Linked DNA regions of Ovis aries: region 1 is linked to region 2. Evidence: chromatin contacts called from public Hi-C data. All regions are on one chromosome and are shown on one strand. Each heading gives the region's core, a stretch centred on a gene start, on an enhancer-like site or on the middle of the called end of the contact. The rest is flanking DNA. Distances are from core to core; before and after follow the strand shown. Region 1 holds the start of GRTP1 (growth hormone regulated TBC protein 1). Region 2 overlaps MCF2L (MCF.2 cell line derived transforming sequence like).

Region 1 (3,202 bases), core at 559-3,058, 210 kb after region 2:
TCCCTGTTGGACAGGAGGCCTCCTCCTGCATGGAAGCGAACCGTGCGCCCTGTTCCTGGGGGGATGGGGAACAGTCACCAGCCGCCCCCCACAGGACACCGGGGCCTGGGCAGCTGAGAAACTCAGGTCAACTCACACCTTCGAGTGTGACCAAGATGTTCTCCCACGTGCAAAAGTTAAGTCTATCTTTGTATTTTTATATACTTGTACATAACTTTAAAAAACAAATCAAAAGAAAAAATGAAGCCATAGACGGCTGGAAGCATGTTAACGCCCAGCAGCAAGGCGGGCATGGCCCTCGGTACTACTAAAGACACCTGCCTTTCAATGACGGATGGCTCTTTAAAGATACAGCTTGATCTGATCGCCTCCCCCCACGCTTGCTTAAAAACTGACTTCTTTCCCCCTGGCTGTCCCCCGTGTGCCCACCTGAGCTGCTGCGGGCCGTGCTCCACCTCTGGCCCTCCTCTCCTCACCCCTAACGCTCTGGTCACACAGCTCAGCCCCCCGCGGATGGGACCCCTGTCCTCACCCCTTCATTGTCGTTAACACCGTGTCAGGAGGCCCCCGGGGGCACACTCCTGCCCACCCCTCACCTCCAGCGGGCAGGTCTGGCCTCTGTATCCTCAGCTAGGGAGCAGGCAGGCAAAGACTTCATTCATTTATTCAACAAACAGCTAAGGGACCGTCCAGCCAACCCAGCCGGCACAGAGGGATCTTGACCCCAGCGCGGAAACTAAGGATAAAGTGAGACCCACACGTGGAGGCCCAGAGAGGCAAGGAGAGGGCAGGAGGCGGGGAGCTGCGGGGTGGGGCTGGAAGGCTTCCCGGAGGAGGCGCTCCAGTCCAGACCTGAAGGAGGCCCCGGGTCACAGCGTGGGGCGCGGAAGCCGGGGAGGAGCTGAGGGGTCCAGGGAGCCCCCCCGCTTTCTCTCTGAAGGGAGCAGGGAGCGCTCCGCACAGAAGCCGGCGGGGGCACTGCCCTGGCCGCTCGCTCTGAGGAGCAGGAAACCCGGCTTCTTCTGGAAAGACGGCCACGGGCGCCAAGCGTCTCAAAGGGCGAGCAGGCCCCACGTCCAGGCGAGGAAAGGGGGCCTCGCACCTGGACCGCGCAGCGCCCTCACCCGTGCGCCTGCGCGGGGCACGGCTGGGATAGGGGCAGCGCCCCTGGCCTCGAAGGAACCCCAAGTCCTGAGCGGCCCCGAGCGCACGCACCGAGGACCGCACGACGTGTTGCGCACCCTCTGGGTCAGGCGCCGAACTCACCGGTCATGCTCCTCTGGACAGCACCTCCGCCCTTTAGGAGTCTGGACCATTTGATGGCCCTCCTGGTGAGGATCGCCAGGTAGGCGGAAAAAAACTCTTCGTAAGCTGCATAATCAAAGTCCTCAGGCCTTTCAAACCCATACGGATCGATCCTGCCGCACAAAAAGGCGCAGAGTGAAGTTCCGCGCGCACGTGCACGCGGGACCCTCGGCACCCCGCCGCCCGGGCCCCGCGCGGGGCGCGCGGGCTGCGTGCCCCCCTCCCGGCCCCGCAGCGGCGGCGGCGGCGGGCCGAGCGCGGGCGCGCACGCAGCGCAGGGGCCGCCCAGGGGCGCGCGGGCGCCCGCACCGCCGCCCCCGCCCGCGGCCCGGCCCCGCGCGCCCACCTGGGGACACGGCCCCGCGCCGCCTGCGCGCGCCCCGCGGCCTCCATGCCGAGAGGGGCGGGAGGGGGCGCGCGGGCCGCGGGGCCGGGGTGCCGCGTTCACCTCCCGGGGCGCGGGGCGCCGCGCGTCCTTCCGCCGGGCCGCGGGCGCCGGGAGGCGGGGCCGGGGGCGGGGCCGGGGCCGGGGGCGGGGCCGCCTGGGGCCCCGGGGGGCGGGGCGCGGCCCGCAGGGAGGGGGCGGGAGGGGCTGCACCTGCTCCGGCGCGCGGAGCCGGGAGCCCGGAGCCGGGGCGGCGGGGCAGGGGCGCGGGGGCCCCGGCGGGGGGCGAGGGAGGGGCGCGGGGGGATGGGGGCGCGGGGGAGGGGCGCGGGGGAGGGGCGCGGGGGGTGGGGGCGCGGGGACGGCCCCCGGCGGGGAGAGGGGCCTGGGCCCCGGAGGCTGGCGGCCCGGCCGGCGCGCCGGCTCCCGCCGCCCCGCGCCCCGGGGCCTCTCTGCCGCAGCCGAGGTGGGAGGAGGTGAGTCCAGCTTAGATTCTTCAGACAGCCGGCCAGGCCTCCGTGCCCCGCGGGTCCAAAGGCCGGCGTCCTGACCTGTGACCGATGGTTTAATGTTCTTTTTACAGAAAACGATCGTCTTATATTTAACTTGTTCTCTTTCAGCCTACACTTTCCCCCCTGAAAATAACACGCGAATAAGTGGATCTTAATCCGGGTGCCACCGTCCCCTCCCCCACCCCGGCGGAATCAGCCTGTCCCTGCCTCCCACCGCCCCAAACGAGGCTCAGAAGGAGGGGTGCAGGCGCTGCTCATAGCCGCCCCCCCACCCCCCGCACTGCCCACGCGGGAGGGTGGGCACGCCCTGCCCAGTGGCCGTCTGGGGTGACCAGGGCTGACAGTGCCCGCGTCCCCTCCGCTCCCAGAGGAGTCAGAGGCGCCCCCCCAGGCTTCTCCCCACAGATGCACAGGACTTGGGGAGGGTGAGTCACGGCTGGGAGGGAACAGACGTGCCGCCCAGCCTGCAGGCCTTTTACTCCAGGGGACCCGCCTGCAGACACCAACGTGGTGGTCGCCATGCGTGTGCCGGCAGTTCTGCCCTGGCCTAGGACAGCGTCCTCCCTGTCAGGCCCCGCGCGCGTCCTGGTGTTTCCATGGATGGCCTGAAAACCGCCTCTCGTATTGGGAGGCCGTGAGAATGTGCATAAGCTGCATTTTGAGTTTTACTTTGGAAACGCGGTGAGATAAGAGGATTTTAAGGTTCTTTAAGGTTTAAGGGACTTTCGTAGCCTCCCCGGCATCCCAAGGGTTCTTTTTAAGAACTGGGCTCAGAACAGCAGAAGTCAGGCGTGGTGAGGCACCAGCCCACTGACGCCATGGAGCCACAGGCTGCACGGCCCACTCCACCGGGCCCGGCCCTTGGGGACAGTGTCTCCCTGGGACTCTGATGTTGTTTCTGGTGGCGAGTGCCTGCTCGGCTGTTGTGAACTCGCCTGGCGCTCAGCATTGGTTTTTCCGGAGCGTCCCGTCGGAGGGCTGAGCAAGGAGCCTGGAAAGT
Region 2 (3,259 bases), core at 754-3,253:
AATGAACTCACCCAGGCCCAGAGGAGGTGTGTGTTCAGGGCTGTTGGGTCAGAAGAGATGCCTGTGCGCTGAGGTCGCTGTAAAACTTAACCCATGAAAGCCCACTGCGGGGAGATGGGCCAGGGGGACCTCCCCCCGGTCCCACCCTAAGGACAGACCCCTGAGCCACACCTGTGAGGGAGTTGAGAGGCTCTGAGACGGAGAAGACCAGCCAGGAAGGACACGGTGGTCCAGGCTGGCGCCGGGGGACCTGCAGCTGGAAACTCCCTGCCAGGCCTGCCGTCTCCCCCAGGACCCGGGCAGGAAGGGCTGAGCCTCTGGACGGCCCTGCTCCGCCCTGCCAGACCCCGTGGGGACACTGCCCTCTGCCCGCCAGGCCCTGGGAGCGGAGGACCCCAGCCTCCTGCCTGCACTGTGGTGGGGTGCACGAGGCCCCCCTGCGCCCATGAGTGATGACGGGTCCCGTCCCAACGCCGACACGAAGTGGGTGCAGACCACGCAGGGAGTCCTCATGGGAGCCTGGACGCGCCCCCGCCCTGGGGCTCAGAGGAGGCCTCGTGGGCCCAGGACTTGCCCGCCGCCCCGGGACAAGGCCGCCCCCACCGGGACAGTGGGATGTGGGGAGCAGAGCGCGGAGCCCCAAGCCCCCACCCTGGGGCTCAGAGGAGGCCTCGTGGGGAGGCCGGACCGCCGCCTCAGCAGGAACCAGGACCCCCCACCCGCAGCAGTAACGAGAGGCTGCCGGCACCCAGAGAAAGTCAGCCACGACAGATTTTTCTGAAACTCAGGAGTTTCATAACGTACACCAAAGCCCCACATTTCCTCCAATAACTGATTGTCACGTCAGGAACCAGGAAAATCTCAAACGGAAAGAGAAAAGGCGAGAGATGTCAACAGAGGCAGGGCCACCCAACGCAAGAGACGGCAGGACCACCCGGCAGACAGGTCGAAGCCACCGGCACAGAACGCGTTGCTGGAAAAGGGAAAACTGAGAAATCTCAGCAAAGAAATAGAAGATGGAAGGAAATGGAAATTTCGGAAATGAAAATACAGCAACGAAAGAAAAAATCCCGGTCGGTGGGCTCAACGACGGAAGGGAGAGGACAGCAAGAAGAATTTGTGAACCTGAAGAGAAACCACCCCCTGAACACCACGGAGGACAGAGGCTGCAGGGAAACCCGGGGAGCCGAGGGGATCTCCGTGACCTGACCTTCTCGTCCTTGGAGTTGCAGGAGAGAAGGGGGCCGGGCTGGAAACACTCAAATAAAGGCAGGAGACTGCCGAAGACACAGACCCAAATATTTAAGAAGGTGATAGAACCCCAGTTAGAATAAACTTCCCCCAAACCACACCAAGACATAGAGTCGAATGTCTGAAAACTAGAGGCAGAGAAACATTTCTTAAAAAGCACAGACTATCACAAGCCAGTCTGCAGGAAACAGGCTAATTTGAGTAGTCTGAACCTATTACACCCATTGAATTCATAATTTTAAAACTCTCAAAAAAGAATATTCAGATCAAGATGGTCTCACTCAGGAGCTCTACCAGGCATTAAAGAACGCCAGCTCTTCACACTCTCTTCCTGGTCATCTTATGAGGCAAGTGTTATACTGACGCCCAAACTTGACAAAACCACGTGAGAACCGTGCGCCAGCATCCCTCATGAATATACAAGAGCCCATAACAAAATATTAGCAAACAGAACTAAGCGGCGAATAGGAAGCATCACTTACCATGCCAAGTTGGGTTTAATCCAGGAACGCAAGGCTGAATCAATATTTGAAAATTAACCAGTGTAATCCACCCTTTAATGAACTGAAAAAATCACATGCTTATTTCAATCAATGTAGAAAAAGTATTTGACAAAATTCAATACCCTTTTAGGAAAACAGGAACATGGAAGAGCTTCCTTAAGTTGCCAGTAAATGTTCACCAAGAACTCCTGCGGCTGAGGCTGCACTCACTGGTCAGAGCTGTGTTCGCCGCCGCACGGTCGGGAGCCGTGTTCTCAGCAGCGGGTCGGAAGTTCAGCTGGTGCAGCGAGTCAGGAAGAGGAAATAAAGGCCAAGGAGATTGGCAAGGAAAAATTAAACAGTCCGTGTTTACAGACGCCGCGATTATCTAACTATGCAATCCCGAGGATTCTACAGAAACGCTCCTAGAGCTAATAAGTGAGGTTAGCAAGGCTGCAGGATGCAAGATAAACACTGGAAAAATCTATTGTATTCCTCTGGATAGCAGTGAACATGGACAGCAAAGTTAAAAATACAATGCCATTCACATGCTCCCGAAATGAAATGCTTGGGTGCAGCTCCAAACACCATGAACAGAGCGTGAAACTAGAAAATGCTGACAAGGGAACTCAGAGATTTAAATAAATGGAGAGACACATTTCGCTTGCGGATCGGACATCTTGATATAGTAAAGACGTCAATTCTCTCCAAACCAATGAGCAGAATTCCTATCAAAATCTCAACAACAACAAAAAAATTATAGACAAGGCTGTCATAAAGTTTGTGTGGGAAGTCAGCGGAGCTAGAATACCTAAGACGTCTTGAGTAAGAAGAGAGGAGGAGAAGCTGTTGTGACACCAGGGATTATTCTGCCACAGCCATCAGGACGGGAGGAGTCGGTCGAGGGACAGAAGACAGTGGAGAACAGAGAGTCAGACAGCAAGCCCACTGCTTCCCGACGGGGGTGGGCAGCCAGCTCAGTGGAGGAGACACAGCCTTTCAGCAAGTGGCCCGGAGCCGTCGGACATCACAGGGAAAACCAACCCAACAGAAGACGGTGACTTTCGGTTTCACACGTCACACAGAGATTGAGTCAGCGGGGCCCCAGACTCCAGCACAAAGCACAAAACTGTAAAAGTGCAGAAAAAATATAGTAGAAGATATTCAGGACCTAGGGACACACGAAGAGTGCCCAGACCCGATGCCAAAAACAGGGTGAAAGGAGAAATGGGTAAATTAGACTTTGTCAAAATGAAACACGTATGCTCTCCAAAGGCCCCCGCTAGGATGACCTACAGGCAGGAGAAAATACTTGCAGGCCACAAAGAAAGTCTCAAAGCGCACCAGCATAGAAGCAGACAGTCCCGGCAGGAAGCGGGAAGCAGAGGTGAAGAGGTGCTGATTGCAGGTGGAAGGAGCTTGGGAAAGCACAGCCTCTGCGAGCCGCCCCGCACGCCCTCACGCGGGCTGCCCTGAAGAGCAGGGGCGGCTCTGGAAGCTGGGGTGCAGGTGTCAGCCTCTGTGTC

What was found. A called contact is a pair of places that touch in the nucleus more often than the background predicts.
Region 1: a Hi-C map of liver shows a contact between it and region 2, with 4 times the contacts expected there. The contact joins the promoter of GRTP1 here to the enhancer-like site in region 2. A contact is called at or near these places in 4 of 16 Hi-C or Micro-C datasets (hypothalamus, liver, muscle and 1 more).

What each region holds. Positions count from the first base shown.
Region 1 is chr10:85,958,477-85,961,678 of ARS-UI_Ramb_v3.0, forward strand. GRTP1 (growth hormone regulated TBC protein 1) reads right to left here and starts at 1,809. Exons shown (of 8, transcript XM_042255098.1): 1 at 1,652-1,809; 2 at 1,267-1,418. The coding sequence starts at 1,698.
Region 2 is chr10:85,753,043-85,756,301 of ARS-UI_Ramb_v3.0, forward strand. The region is part of intron 2 of MCF2L (MCF.2 cell line derived transforming sequence like); the gene reads left to right. Among named protein-coding and RNA genes, the nearest start is that of MCF2L, 14 kb to the left of the region's middle. Within about 2 kb of position 2,004, at least 2 of the 54 cell types and tissues checked have an H3K27ac peak or open chromatin away from gene starts, as enhancers often do. A contact at or near this core is called in liver, where this site is marked.